Linked DNA regions of Mus musculus: regions 2 and 3 are each linked to region 1. A link is a contact called in public HiChIP or PLAC-seq and promoter capture Hi-C data. All regions are on one chromosome and are shown on one strand. The core of a region is the stretch at or near the end of the contact, and the rest is flanking DNA. Distances in the headings are between cores, read along the strand shown. Region 1 holds the start of Psme2 (proteasome (prosome, macropain) activator subunit 2 (PA28 beta)). Region 2 holds the start of Myh7 (myosin, heavy polypeptide 7, cardiac muscle, beta). Region 3 holds the start of Cebpe (CCAAT/enhancer binding protein (C/EBP), epsilon).

Evidence for each region. Promoter capture Hi-C pulls out the DNA fragments that hold promoters and counts their contacts. HiChIP or PLAC-seq counts read pairs in DNA pulled down with a chosen protein or histone mark.
Region 2: an H3K27ac HiChIP or PLAC-seq map of extraembryonic endoderm stem cells shows a contact between it and region 1, with 2.7 times the contacts expected there. The contact joins the promoter of Myh7 here to the promoter of Psme2 in region 1. A contact is called at or near these places in 1 of 39 promoter capture datasets (cranial neural crest), 1 of 115 datasets of contacts at active chromatin or transcription factors (extraembryonic endoderm stem cells) and 1 of 9 other capture datasets (adipose tissue).
Region 3: a promoter capture Hi-C map of cranial neural crest shows a contact between it and region 1. The contact joins the promoter of Cebpe here to the promoter of Psme2 in region 1. A contact is called at or near these places in 2 of 39 promoter capture datasets (cranial neural crest and hippocampal neurons), 2 of 115 datasets of contacts at active chromatin or transcription factors (astrocytes and microglia) and 1 of 9 other capture datasets (liver).

What each region holds. Positions count from the first base shown.
Region 1 is chr14:55,588,835-55,593,108 of GRCm38.p6, forward strand. It overlaps Psme2 (proteasome (prosome, macropain) activator subunit 2 (PA28 beta)), which reads right to left and starts at 2,187. Exons shown (of 11, transcript NM_011190.3): 1 at 2,008-2,187; 2 at 1,661-1,693; 3 at 1,199-1,261; 4 at 785-871; 5 at 647-677; 6 at 467-564. The coding sequence starts at 2,055. It overlaps Rnf31 (ring finger protein 31), which reads left to right and starts at 2,908. Exons shown (of 21, transcript NM_194346.3): 1 at 2,908-3,238; 2 at 3,335-3,481; 3 at 3,627-3,782; 4 at 3,999-4,058; 5 at 4,172-4,241. The coding sequence starts at 3,050.
Region 2 is chr14:54,992,200-54,996,525 of GRCm38.p6, forward strand. Myh7 (myosin, heavy polypeptide 7, cardiac muscle, beta) reads right to left here and starts at 2,350. Exons shown (of 41, transcript NM_080728.3): 1 at 2,312-2,350; 2 at 1,389-1,426; 3 at 1,105-1,160; 4 at 474-682; 5 at 41-184. The coding sequence starts at 674. All of the region lies in intron 6 of Gm31251 (a long non-coding RNA gene), which reads left to right.
Region 3 is chr14:54,710,804-54,715,019 of GRCm38.p6, forward strand. It overlaps Cebpe (CCAAT/enhancer binding protein (C/EBP), epsilon), which reads right to left and starts at 1,371. Exons shown (of 2, transcript NM_207131.1): 1 at 646-1,371; 2 at 1-71. The coding sequence starts at 1,155.

The sequences.
Region 1 (4,274 bases), core at 937-3,436:
AGTTCAAATCCCAGCAACCACATGGTGGCTCACAACCATCTGTAATGGGATCTGATGCCCTCTTGTCTGAAGATAGCTACAGTGTACTTACATATAATAAATAAATAAACCTTTAAAAAAAAGTGCCGGGCGTGGTGGAGCACGGCTTTAATCCCAGCACTCGGGAGGCAGAGGCAGGCAGATTTCTGAGTTCGAGGCCAGCCTGGTCTACAAAGTGAATTCCAGTACATACACGAAATGGAAAACCTACCTGCACATGCCTGGGTGCACACAAACACACAATTAAAAAGTATATATCTAGATATCTAGATATATACACACACACACACATATCCATCCATATATATCCAAGACACAAAAGCCAGTCTTATTATATATTAGGTCTCTGGGTTGAAGACCTGCATCTCTGACTGGACCACAGCTGTGCTGTGCTTTTCTTCCCACCTCCCCCAGGGCCCAGGCTCACCAGAATGCACTTCTCTTTGAGAGTCCAGACTTCTGGCTTAACCAAAGCGAGCAAGGCCAGAAGCTTCTCGTTCCCCGGGAGGTAGCCACACTTAGGGACTAAGAGAAAGATGAGAGTGGGGCCTTTATGTCACCCACATCCCTGCACCAGCCTCCCCCCTCCTCACCAGGTCTCCATTACCTTCCTTCTTCTCCTGCTTGTCTGTTTCCATCTAAGGCAAAATAAGGAAAGCAGCTTTAGAACAGTCTTGGAGGCTGCCACACTGTGGTGGTGTTGCCACTGGCTTAGAGTTCAGGCTCTGCACACTGAATGCCTTACCTCGTCATCCTTGGGTGGAGGATCTGGGATAGGGATGTCCAGAGGAGCCCGGAGGGAGGAGAGGTCGGCCACATTGAGGGAATCCTCCTGTAGAATTTATTCTCAGACACTACCCAGCCTCCTCCCTTCACCAGACACAGCCTTCCATCTCTCTTCCTCCCAACCCAGGCTCAAGCCTTTTTTTTTTTTTGAGACAGGGTTTCTCTGTATAGCCCTGGCTGTCCTGGAACTCACTTTGTAGACCAGGCTGGCCTCGAACTCAGAAATCCGCCTGCCTCTGCCTCCCGAGTGCTGGGATTAAACGTGTGTGCCACCACACCCGGCCAGGCTCACTCAGCTCCCAGCATGCTGATGCCCGTCAGATGGGTGATGAGAGGTGTCAGGAGATGGAGCAGAGGGGTCTATACTACTCACCTGCAAGAGCTGACTCAGGGATATGATTTTCCGTGGCAAGAAAGTGCAGAGGAAGTCATCAGCCTGCAAGTTACATTACAAAAATAATCATGCAAGAGGTTTGTTGATACGTATCAGAAGTTGGCCCATGGAAATCACTGAGCTCAAGACTCTCGTATGAGGAAACCCTAGCCCTGGAAATAAAGGGACTTGCCCAATCTCATGAAGGGCAGAAGTAGGGCTATGGGGTTTTCCCTTTGGGCGACATCTTTACCTTTCCATTCAAGGGGAGTGGCAAAAGCAGTTAAGAGTTCTAAGATTGATCAGATTACAAGTAGAAACAAATCATTGCAGTTCACCTTGAGTAAGCATGAAGGTTCGGAGACACCAAAATTAAGGTGAACTGGTGGGTTACTCAGAGCTTGTGGCCCTAGAGTTCTGCACTAAGACTCTGGGTTACATCGACTGAATTCAGAGACTTACCTCCTGGAAAAGATTTTGTCTGAAGACATCCACCTGCACAGACAGAAGTAGCCGGATGCTGGTTAGGGTTTAGTTTGTATAGAATAAGGGCCCACTCCCAACCTAGGTGCCTTCCAACTCTAGCCCAAACCTGTCCCACAAAGCTAGTTTCCCCCTGGAGGAGCCTGCTCAGTGCACAGATTGGCTCGAGGACACGGCACTGGCAATCCCTGAGCAGAAGTGAAAGAAAGCCCTAAAGAAAGAGAGGCCGGTGGAGTTCGCTCGCAAGGCCCCATTGGTGCCCAGGAGCACCGAGCTTTATCTCCGTTAGGACTTCTCACTCCTTCCTGGCTTCGGTTCCCATTTACCTGTTTTCGGGCTTCTCCACTCAAGCGGACCCCACAAGGCTTGGCCATGCTTCCCCCCACTTGGCAGCTCTCGAGCCTGGGCTAGCAGCCCCAGCTTTCGCTTTCACTCTCCAGGCCCAGACCCACCCCCCTCAGCCACGCCCCCTCCCTTTTTTCTCCTCCTCCTGGCCGGCCACCAACCGTGAGTAGTACCCCCTCAGCCATTCCCAGCTAGTTGCCACTAGGAAGGGCGGTGTTGGCTTCATCATCAGGGGCTGTCCAAGGGAGGAGCTAGGAAAGCGTGGGACGGCGGAGACTCAAATAGAGGCGGCCTCTCGAGAAGGGCGGAGCTTATAGTATGGACCGTCCAGGGGAAGTACTGGACTGAGAGAGGGTGGGACAATAGGAAAGGGGGTACCCAGAGGTGGGGTTCCATGACGCTAGACTGAGGAGGGGACCAAGTAGGATCCGAGAGAGTAGGAAGGATAAGAAGGAGGAAAGCCTGGCAAGATGGAAGGGAGCAGGACGAGCGGGACTGCCTTCCCTTCAGGACAGACTAGAGAAGGGAGGAGCCCGCCTGAGCCGGGCTAAGGGCAGCCAGAGCCGGTCCCCGATAAGGTGGGACTTCCCCGCCGGGGAATGGAACAGAACCAACACTATGGAAATAAAGATAGCAAAGCTCTGGGCAAAATTAACCCCTCGCATGGGAGGTGGGTCCCTCCGGAAGGGGCGGGATAGTTTAAGGGAAGGCGAAGAAGAGAGCCTGATTCGGAAGGAAAAGGTTCCGTAGCATTATGGGAGGAGCCCGGGCCGCGGCTTCTTCATTGGCGGCGACCTGGCCACCCTTCCTGATCTCAGCTTTACCGTCACTCCGAACCCTCCTTTTCCTCTAAAGTGGCCCACAGTCCCGCCCTCTCTGCCAGGACTTCCTGTTCCCGGTAACCCTGGCCGTGGATGGGGCTGAGCGGGGCGGTGGCTTAAGTGACCCGGGCTGCTGTGGCGCCGCGCGCACCTGCGCCAGCCCCTGGAGGGCAGAGAAGCTGAGCCTGTCTCCAGTCTCAGGATGCCGGGAGACGAGGAGCGAGGCTTCCTGGCGGCCCGCGAGGAGCTGGCGAGCGCCCTGAGGTGGGATTCTGCGCAGGTTTTTCCCCTGGAGCAGCTCATGCCGCTTCTGGCCACCTCTCTGCCACCAGCCGCCCGCTACCTGCAGCTGGACGCCGGACGCTTGGTCCGCTGCAACGCTCATGGGGAGGTGAGGTCAAGCCCGCCCGGCGCTCCATGGAAGGGGACCTAGGCTCAGAGGCCAGGTGGGCTAGGCTCACGACTCTGCTTTTCTGAATGCTCCCAGCCTCGAAACTACCTCAACACCCTATCCACGGCCCTGAACATCCTGGAAAAATATGGTCGCAACCTCCTCAGCCCGCAGCGGCCCCGGTATTGGCGCTCAGTGAAGTTTAATAACCCCGTCTTTCGCAGCACGGTGGATGCTGTGCAGGTGAAACTCTTGGACCTTATCGGAGAAGGGGACTAGACCTGTGCTTAGGGTTGACCAGAAAGGCTTGAGGGTGTGCTGAGTGGGGGACCAGCTCTATTGCCTAGGAGGTCTGTTAGATGGTGACCGGGTCCTGAATGTGTGCCAGGGTGGCCGGGATGTACTACGGTTGTATGGCTATACTGAGGAGCGCCCAGATGGATTGAGTTTCCCCGAAGGGCAGGAGGAACCAGATGAATACCAGGTTGCTGTTGTCACACTAGAAGTACTGCTGCTTCGCACCGAGCTCAGTTTGCTGTTGCAGGTGAGATGACCTTCTGATTCTAAGGATTTTAAGTACTTGACTGGGAGCCCCAAGGCACGTTGAGACACCCCCACCCCCGTGCAGGGAAATTCTGTTGCTGCAGCAGCCAGCCTGGAAGCTTCTGTTACACTTTCTCCCTCTGGAATGTTAGGAGATCAGGGCTTACAGGGAGAACGTTGTTCAAGGTGGGAATTCTTTTCATCATCTTGTTTGCAGAATACTCATCCCAGACAGAATGCACTGGACCAGCTGCTAAGAGAGAGCGTTGAAGATGGTGTAAGGAAGGCAGGAAGGGTGTTGTTCATGGAACACGGGGGGGGGGGGGGGGGGCTGAGTTTATGGGATTCTGTGCCCCCAGCACTTTGCCCACGCTCCGCTTGCTTTCTCAGATGCTGCAGCTTTCAGAGTTTCACCCCCTTCTGAGGGAGATTGTTCCTGGCCCCCGCCCCTCTGCCCAAGGTATTGTATGCTTCTTTACGGGAGAAAAATATT
Region 2 (4,326 bases), core at 1,100-3,599, 600 kb before region 1:
AAGCTCTGGGTTCTGGGTGATGGACCGGTGCTGCACTCACATAGATCATCCAGGAAGCGTAGCGCTCCTTGAGGTTGTACAGCACAGCCGGCTCATGCAGGAAGGTCAGCATGGCCATGTCCTCGATCTTGTCGAACTTGGGTGGGTTCTGCTGCATCACCTGGTCCTCCTTCACAGTCACCGTCTGGAACAGCCCACAGAGGCCCTCATGTCAACCTGTGTCTGCCCTGCTCTATCGGCATGAGGGCAGCACGGCAAGGTATGGAGTTGGGGGCAGGGGGGGGGTGTATAGCTGAGGAGAGACTGGAGTTAGATGTTGGGAGTAAGGAGACTTTTGGGAGAGTTTGGACCCCCACCCTACCCAAAGGACGGGAAGCTTGGGGGTCCTCAGGTGTGCACGCCTGTCCCCTCTCTGGGCACCCTAGGTATGGGGCTCTCTTGAGTGGCCTCCCCACACCAGTCCCGACACCTACCTTGCCATTCTCCGTCTCAGCAGTGACTTTGCCACCCTCTCGGGACACGATCTTGGCCTTGACAAACTCTTCTTTGTCATCGGGCACAAAAACATCTTTCTTGAGGTCAAAGGGCCTGGTCTGTGCCTCCAGCCTCTCCTTCTCAGACTTCCGCAGGAAGGGGGCTGCAGCCCCAAATGCAGCCATCTCTGCATCCGCCATGGCTGAGCCTGGGGTGAGGAGCAGCTGTTACCTATATGCCTTCCCGCACCTTGGGCTCTCCCGCTCAGTGGCAGCTCCCAAATCCAGTACTGTGCTCAGCACTCAGGAGTTTACCCTTCTCCAGGCTCACCCCTAAACCAGAGAGCAGCCTGGCAACTGTGCCAAGGCAAGGGGGCAGCTTTACTTTCGTTCACTTGGAGCACTCTTTGAGTGTGTCCTGACCGTATTTCGGGGAAAGAACTCTGTATCAATCTCTGACTGTCAATAGTCCCTGCCCCTCACTGGCCCTGAGTATGAAGCTTCTGGACACCAGGCCATTGTCTCTGAGCAGGCAGAAAGGAACCTGCCAGGCTTTGGGCTTGGGGCTTTGGGCTTTAACTATGTGCAGTTTTACCAGATCTCCCAACATTTGGACTCCAACTTTTCTCACCTTGGATTCTCAAACGTGTCTAGTGATAGAGAGGTAAGCCCAGGCCTGTAGAAGAGCTGGAGAAAGGGAAGAGACGGTGTCAGGACAGGCTGTGGCCCAGCCTGGCTTCTGGCACCTCCCTCCTCTCTGGCTCTGTTCTTCAGCACGTGGAAGAGTGATTAGCAGCGCTGGTCAGCCTTTCTGGTCACTGGCATCCTTCCTTTTCAAGCTCTATCTCCTTTCTCCCAAAGACTAACAACCTCCGAGCCCCAGTCCTCCGCCCTTAGGGGCTGTTCTACCCTTACCTGTACTCCTCTGCTGAGGCTTCCTTTCTCGGAGCCACCTACAACACAACAATAGTCACAATGCACTCTTGCTGTTCACTCTCGCGGCTGCCCCTTGGGTACGTGAGGAAGTGGAGGCTGAAGCCTTACTTTTCTCAGAGCACAGGACAAGTAGCAGAGTCCAGATTTCAGACTCGAGCCTCATGATTCCAACAGCCCTCTGACTACCCTCGCACACCCCAGCCTCCCCTGCACACGCCCTGATAAATACACATGCCTTCTGCTTGTGCCCACACTTGACGTGAATGTAAACTTCCTTCCATCCTCAGCACACATGCTCCCCACAGTGTTCATGTGCAAACAGCCCAGCACATAGGCAGGCTCCTGTGGCTGCGTGTTCTTCAGCATACGAAGACCAGAGCCCCCCACACCTGCATGTCTGTGAACTGCTATTTCAGAGACTACACGCAGGGTCATATCCTACATAGTAATAACCCCTCTATGTACAGTCAGACACTTCCCCAAACATAGGCAGGCTCTAGTGTTCACAGAACTGGCTTCCTTAAGAGTTATTCTCCATCATTCTGTCCCTCTTCTGCCAAAATGCTTGTAACCAGGCATGAGGTACCTTATGTGATAAAATATAAACTGATCCTTACATTTAAGATATGTGTGCTTGTACTTGCGCACGCACACATGCACGCACATGCTCACACACTGCTATTGCATTCTGGGCCATATGCACATATAGATATCCACCCCCCACCTTGGAACACTTGGGCTCCCACATTCCTACGGCACAAGCATGCGTATTTAGATCTGCACAGGAGTGTTCAATGATAACCTGGTACTACATGCCAGAAGCCCGCTGCTGTTCTAGAGGAATCACTTCCTGAACCTGGAGCCCCTTATCCCAGAGGGAAGCCTCCAGCTCCCACTCCTACCTGAGGGTAGCAAGTAAGGAAACAGCAGGAGAATGCTCAGAGCCAGACCTGGTCTCAGGGGCTGTATATATGGGGCAGCAGGGTGCCCCATCCCCCACCTGCACCCAGTCCCTAGCCAGATTTAGAAAGGGCTGTTGTCACTAAAAGCATTTCCCCCGACTCTCCCCCCCTTCCCTTGTCCAAACAGTACTCCCCCCTCCTCCCCCAGCTAGGAAACAATTGGAAGTGGTCGTCATTGTTGTGGCATGGCATGTTCAGGGTCTGAGTTCCAGGGGGTGGGGCAGCTTAAAGTGAAGCAAAAATATCTCTAACATTCCACGGCTCACTAGAGAGTAAGCTGACCACGACCACCACGACCTCAAGCAGGCAGGGCCCTGGCTGGCCTGCAAGAGGGTCCTGCTGACCCTGGCATTGCTGCCCCCTTAGAAGCCTTGCCCCCAGTGCTAGCCTGGCCCTATTTCCAGTATCCTCCCCACACTCCTGGCTTGAGTCCTGCATCTGTCTGAGGTGGGAAGGGGTTGGGTCACAGCAGCTGAGAGGGGCAGGGCAGAGTTGGGGGCATGGCTCTGGTATGGTGGTTGGATTGGAGCAGATAGAAGGTAGTAGGTTCCTGTTAGGACCAGAGAGTTTGGACACAGGAATTCTGGCTCACACACTGCTTTCCTTGGGCCAGCAGGCAATGTGTCCCTGGGATCATGGTGCTTCAGAGCCAGGCAGATCTTTAGTGATCCATTTAAGTGCTTTGCTTTAGGGGGTGGGGGTGGGGGTGGGAGATGCTTCCTCTAAGATTGCACAGCTTCAGCGAAGCAAAAGTGGGGAACCTCAGCAGATAGGAAGTTGATCCCAATCAGGGGAGGAGGGCTAGGGATGCTAAGAAGTATGCCAAAGCTGTTTGGGGAGGAGGACCAGTTGCTCATGGTCCTGCTTTAGAGCCCTTTCCTGTTCTAGCGCTGCCCTGCAGATTTTCGAGGCGCAAGGCCTGAGCCTCCCAGGGTTACCCAGGGCTGTAGATGATATGGCTACGGCTGCCTGGTCCACCTGGCCTCTGTCTAGCCGTGGGTGCAATCTTTGTTCTTCCTAGTGGAGAGAGGGACAGGACAGGAGAGACCTTGTCTTCCCCTGCAGGCCCCGGGAGCAACGCTGGCACCCAGCCTCGTTCTTGTTCTTCCAGCTATAGAAGCTTCACTGCTCGGTGTCTAGGCAACAGACTCAGGGTTTAGTTTGAAATCCCCTTTCTTCCCAAACACAGCTCTGAGCGCATGCGGATTAATCCAGTTGATTAGATGTCAGTTTGAAGGAGAGAGGCAGGCCTGGGGGATGGGCTGCCAGCAAAGCAGGTACATTGTGAAGGTGGGGTAGGCATGGCAGGGAAAGGAAAAATCCAGGAAGGGCTTCTGTGGGGTTTCTTGGTAACCAAAGCAGGGGTAAGGATGCTGAGCAGCTGTGTGCAGTGTGCAGGGGGAAGGCAGGGGGAAGGTGGGGGGAGGACCACAGACTGTAGGGGCTGCACCTCAATGCAGCTGCAGCTCCGCAGTCCTCAGAATGCAGTTGCAGTTGCTGAAGAACTGGTCTTGCGACCCTGCCAGGTATTAATAGAGCAGCCTCCCTAGGAGGAACCTCCAGGGCCGAAGGAAGGCTAAAGCTCTCCCAGGCTCTTCTTTTTTTTGGGGTGGGGGGTGGTTTGAGACAGGGTTTCTCTGTATAGCCCTGGCTGTCCTGGAACTCACTCTGTAGACCAGGCTGGCCTCGAACTTAGAAATCCACCTGCCTCTCCCTCCCAAGTGCTGGGATTAAAGGCGTACCACCAGGCTCTCCCAGGCTCTTCTAGCTTTCCCAACAGAAGAAGGTGCCTTCCCGCCATGCTCTGGGAGAGGGCTCAGGCACAGGTGCACGCACTGAGATGGATAAAGAAAGCTTGGGACTCAGGCGAGCCATTTTAAAGCCAGTGTCTTTGAGTGGGGCCAACCTGTGTGGCTGTGGGATTAGGTAGCCATCTCTACAACTTAGCCACACAC
Region 3 (4,216 bases), core at 121-2,620, 880 kb before region 1:
TGTGAGGGGCCAGCAGGGGAGGGTGCCTTGAGAAGGGGACTGCAGGGAGGGGCAGCAGCTGCCACAGGGGCCTGGAGGGTAAGGGGGACAGAGAGGTGAGGGTCCACCAGGAGGCAGAGTGAAGGCTAAGCAGGAAACCCAGCAGGGAGAGCATATGTGAGGCCTCAAAGGGATACAGGACTCCCAGAGAGCTCCGATCTCCCAGGCATCCATCTCCCTGTCTCTGTGAAGGACCGTAACCCAGATACATATGGTCCTTGGTCTGAGACCAAAGCTTTCTATCATGCTCTCATTATTCCCTTCCCTTTGGTTTGTCTGTAATAAGTCTCCCGTTCTAAAATTCTAGTCAGCCATGTTTCCTCATCCAAAAGCAGGCAGCAGAGAAGCAAGAGGTATAGTGCACAGCAGGAAACCTGGTCCTGCCTGAGATCAGGGCAGAGCAGCTATTACAAGTGTCTTCAGGACACAGCCGAGTTCTAAGAAATAAATTCACAGAGTTGGGAAACAGGACCTTGGGGTAGGGCATGTTCACAGAGGAGCACCAAACATAGACTTGTTAGGGAAGCCCAGTAGTCAGAATTCCCTCAACCACCCACCTTGCTCCACCCTGGGGGGAAGAAGCGGGGAGAGCTACCTTGGTCTTACCTTGAGGACACGCAAGGGCTGGCCAGGTGCTGCCAGGGTCGGGGGGAGGTGCACGGCTGTCTGCCCGCAGTGTGCCACTTGGTACTGCAGGGGATTGTAGCTGCCTCGACTGGTGCCTCGGTTGCCCTCTGGCCCACGAGGCTCCTCCTTCACCGCCACAGCCCTGGGGTCGTAGCTCCCTGGGTTGCTGTAGATGCCAGGCCCCAAAGCCTTCCTATCTGGGCCAAATGTGTGTGAGGGATAGGCGAATGGCCGAGGGTCAGCCGGCAGGTAGTGAGGAAACGAGGGGGCTCCTGGGCCCTTAAGGCTTCGGGCTTCAGGCGTTGGCTTCATGGCAAAGAGGTCAGAAAGTAGCTGTTCTTCCCCAGACTCGATGTAGGCGGAGAGGTCGATGGAGGCCTCATGCTCACACATGTCCCCCAGCTCCCCGGGCCCAGCTCGACCCCCTGAGAACTCAAGTGGCTGCTGGCCACCCCGAGGCTCGCACTCATAGTAGGTCCCGTGGGACATGGCCGGCCCGCCCCCTTGGCTCCCCGCCCCTGGGTCCTGTGCTGGGGGCGCCCGCCCGTTGGGATGCTCAGCCTGCCCTTTCTTGGATCTCCCCCGGTCCTAGATTTGCCCTAGGTTTGCCCTCTCTGGTCTTCTCCGTCACCAACTCCTACGTGGCTTCTCTCCTCCTCTGCTTCCCTTTCCTTCTGTAGTCAGTACCTCTTCCTTTCTTCCCTTTTCCTCTCTCTCCTTGGGGTGACTAAGGGAGGGGCAGGGCACACCCCGGAGGGAGGGGTGCTTAGCAGTTAGGGCGCTCTTTGCGAAGGCCCCAGCCACAGTCCAGAAGTTGCTGTTTGAGAAAATGGCCCTTTTTGCCCTGCGAGTTCAAGGGATTCTAATCCCTTGCCCAGAGTAGCTTCTCTGAATATCTGTCTTCCTCCGATTTCCAAAGAGACCTGTGCAGAGTGAGGTGTCAAGCCAGAGCCAATAGACAAAGCATTCCCCCAGTGCCAACTTGGTCTAAACTCCTCCCTTGATGCATCTTCCTCCCTGTCCCGTCCCCCCCCCTCCCCGCCCCCACCCCCAAGTCCTGAACTCCACCTACCCCGGGGTAAGTCAGTTCCTTCTGTAGCCCCACCTCCCAAGACATTTTTCTCTGTGTAGACCATCATTGTTTGAAGGGTTTGGGAAGTAGTAGTAGATTCTAGGACCAAGCTACCCCTGGCCCTAGTACAGGGTATGCCCATTTGCTAGTTTTGAGACAGGGTCTCACGATGTAGCTCAGGCTGGCCTTGAACTCACAGAGTTCTGCCTGCCTTTGCCTCCAGAGGGCCCCTATTAAGGTTCTTCGGTTAGGTCTTTGCACAGGGCTTGTGTGCATGTCTCCAGATCTGGCTATGGCTAGCAGCCTGGCACAGTCCGGGGCTGCCAGGACATAGCTGAGGTTTCTGGTCAAGACATGGGTCCTGTACCTCAGGCCCAGGCAAGCTGCAGCCTCAGAACCAACAGAAAGGATCTGCTGGAGGTCCCAGTTGCTCCACCCTAAAAGCTGTTCTGGCTGACCCCACCCGCGCTGGCCTGAGGCTCTGCCTCCTATTTCCTGTGCCCTGAGCTGCATGCAGGCCCTTGTTTTCTGACCTGTGCGTGTCTCTCGGGTCCACTTCCTCTTGTAGGCTTGAGAAGTCTTCTCTCTTGTCCTCACCTCTTCCTGGGGCTGTTTCGGGGTCCGAAGGAGAAGCTGGTAGCTGCCTGCCCGCCCTTCTTGATCTTCTACTAACCCCCAAAGTTCATTTTTCTGTTTTGTTCGGAACTTCCTGCTCTCTCCAGTTTGGTTGTGGCCCTGCTTCAGACACGGTTCTGGATTTACTGACAAGAAAAGAACACAGAGACATGAGAAGTGTGTCACTTTTCAGTTGTTTGTTTTTTTTTAGGTTGAGCCTCCCTTTTAGCCTAGCCTGGCCTTGAACTCTCATCTTCCTGCTTCATTCTCCACGGAGCTGAGTTGATAGCTGTGCTACCATACCTTCCTGGCTCTTTTATTGCAAACAGATGTTCTAGGGGGAGGGACAGAATTTTTAAAATGAATTTATTTTCATTATTCTAAAGTATGTGAGTGTGTGTGTGTGTTGTGTGTGTGTGTGTTGTGTTGTGTGGTATGTGTGTGTGTGGTGTGGTGTGTGTGTGTTTGTGTGGTGTGTGTGGTGTGTGTGTGTGTGTGGTGTGTGTGGTGTGTGTGTGTGTGGTGTGTGTGTGTTTGTGTATGTGTGTGCACACTTCCAGGTACCCATGGAAGCCAGAGACATCAGATCTCCTGGAGCTGGAATTACAGGCAGTTGTGAGGCACCCAGTGTGAATGCCTGGAGTCAAACTCAGGTCCTCTGGAAGAGCAGTGAGTGCTCTGAACCCTTGAACTCTTTCTCCAGCCCTAAGAATAGAACAGTTTCTAAGCTGGGTATTCCAAGGATCGGGTAACTGTGAGGGGTTACAGTGGAGGTAAACTTTGATAGGATATGTATGTCATTGAACACTAAAATAAAACTGTAAATGTGACTTGTCCACAAGTTAGAGAAAGTACCCTTGATGAGTCCTCCATCCCATCCCCTCTAACTCCACAGTCCACCTCACGTGCTCTGAGCACAGCCTGAAGTATGTCCAAAATATGCTTCCCTCCAAAGCCCTGGCCAGGCAGGGGGAGAGCCAGCCGTATCATCGTATCATCGACGCAAAGCACCGGAAATACTGGGGCGATTTGTGCTCTTTGCTCTACAGGTCCCTTGTCAAATAGGTACCAAGGCTGGGAGATTTCAGTTTGGTGACCTGACGCTATTAGCCACTAGGTGGCAATATTGGTTCCCAAATTCTATACTTTCGAGTCCGCGATGGTTTTGAATCAGGTGGACATAGGGGGCATTCTTTCTCAACCCTGACAACCAGTCTTGACCGCTCTGTTCTGGGAAGCAGGAAAAAGAAGCATAGACAAGATTGGGGCTTTTCAGTCAGGTTGCCGGTAGTGTGGGAAGGCTAGGAGAATTGGTGCAGCGCCTGTTTCAAAGAGAAATTATGTCCCCTCTTTGACTGTGGAATAACGATAATGGAATCAGATAGTTGTGTCATCTGATAAAGTAAAGCTTTTTTCAATCGATGAAACACGCACTTTTTCATGCTGACCATTTTGTTGTGAGCTAAGGAGGGGAGGTAAAGCGGTATTTTTATCCTAATTTTATCGACACGGAAAATAAGGAGGAGAGGCTGAGCTGTACAGCTGCGCCAGGGGATGGATGTCTTATTAATTTGTGAAAGGGCTGCTGGCTTGTTCGGGGGGGGGGGGACAGAGGGTTGCAGTAGGTGTTGCTGTATGACTCAGGGATTCTCCTTCCGCCTATCTGGCTGCCTTGGGTAAGGGGAGAGTTACAGGGTAGCGCTCTCTTCCCCGCGGGAGGTGCAGAGATAAAGCCAGCAGGAAATGAGAAGGTCTGCAGCTGTGTCCCAGTGAAATAAGCGATGCAGGTGTCTGGACCGGCGGGGACTGGCGCTGCCTGCAGGCTGACATTAACGTTACCTAGTAACTGAGGCGTAAGAAGAT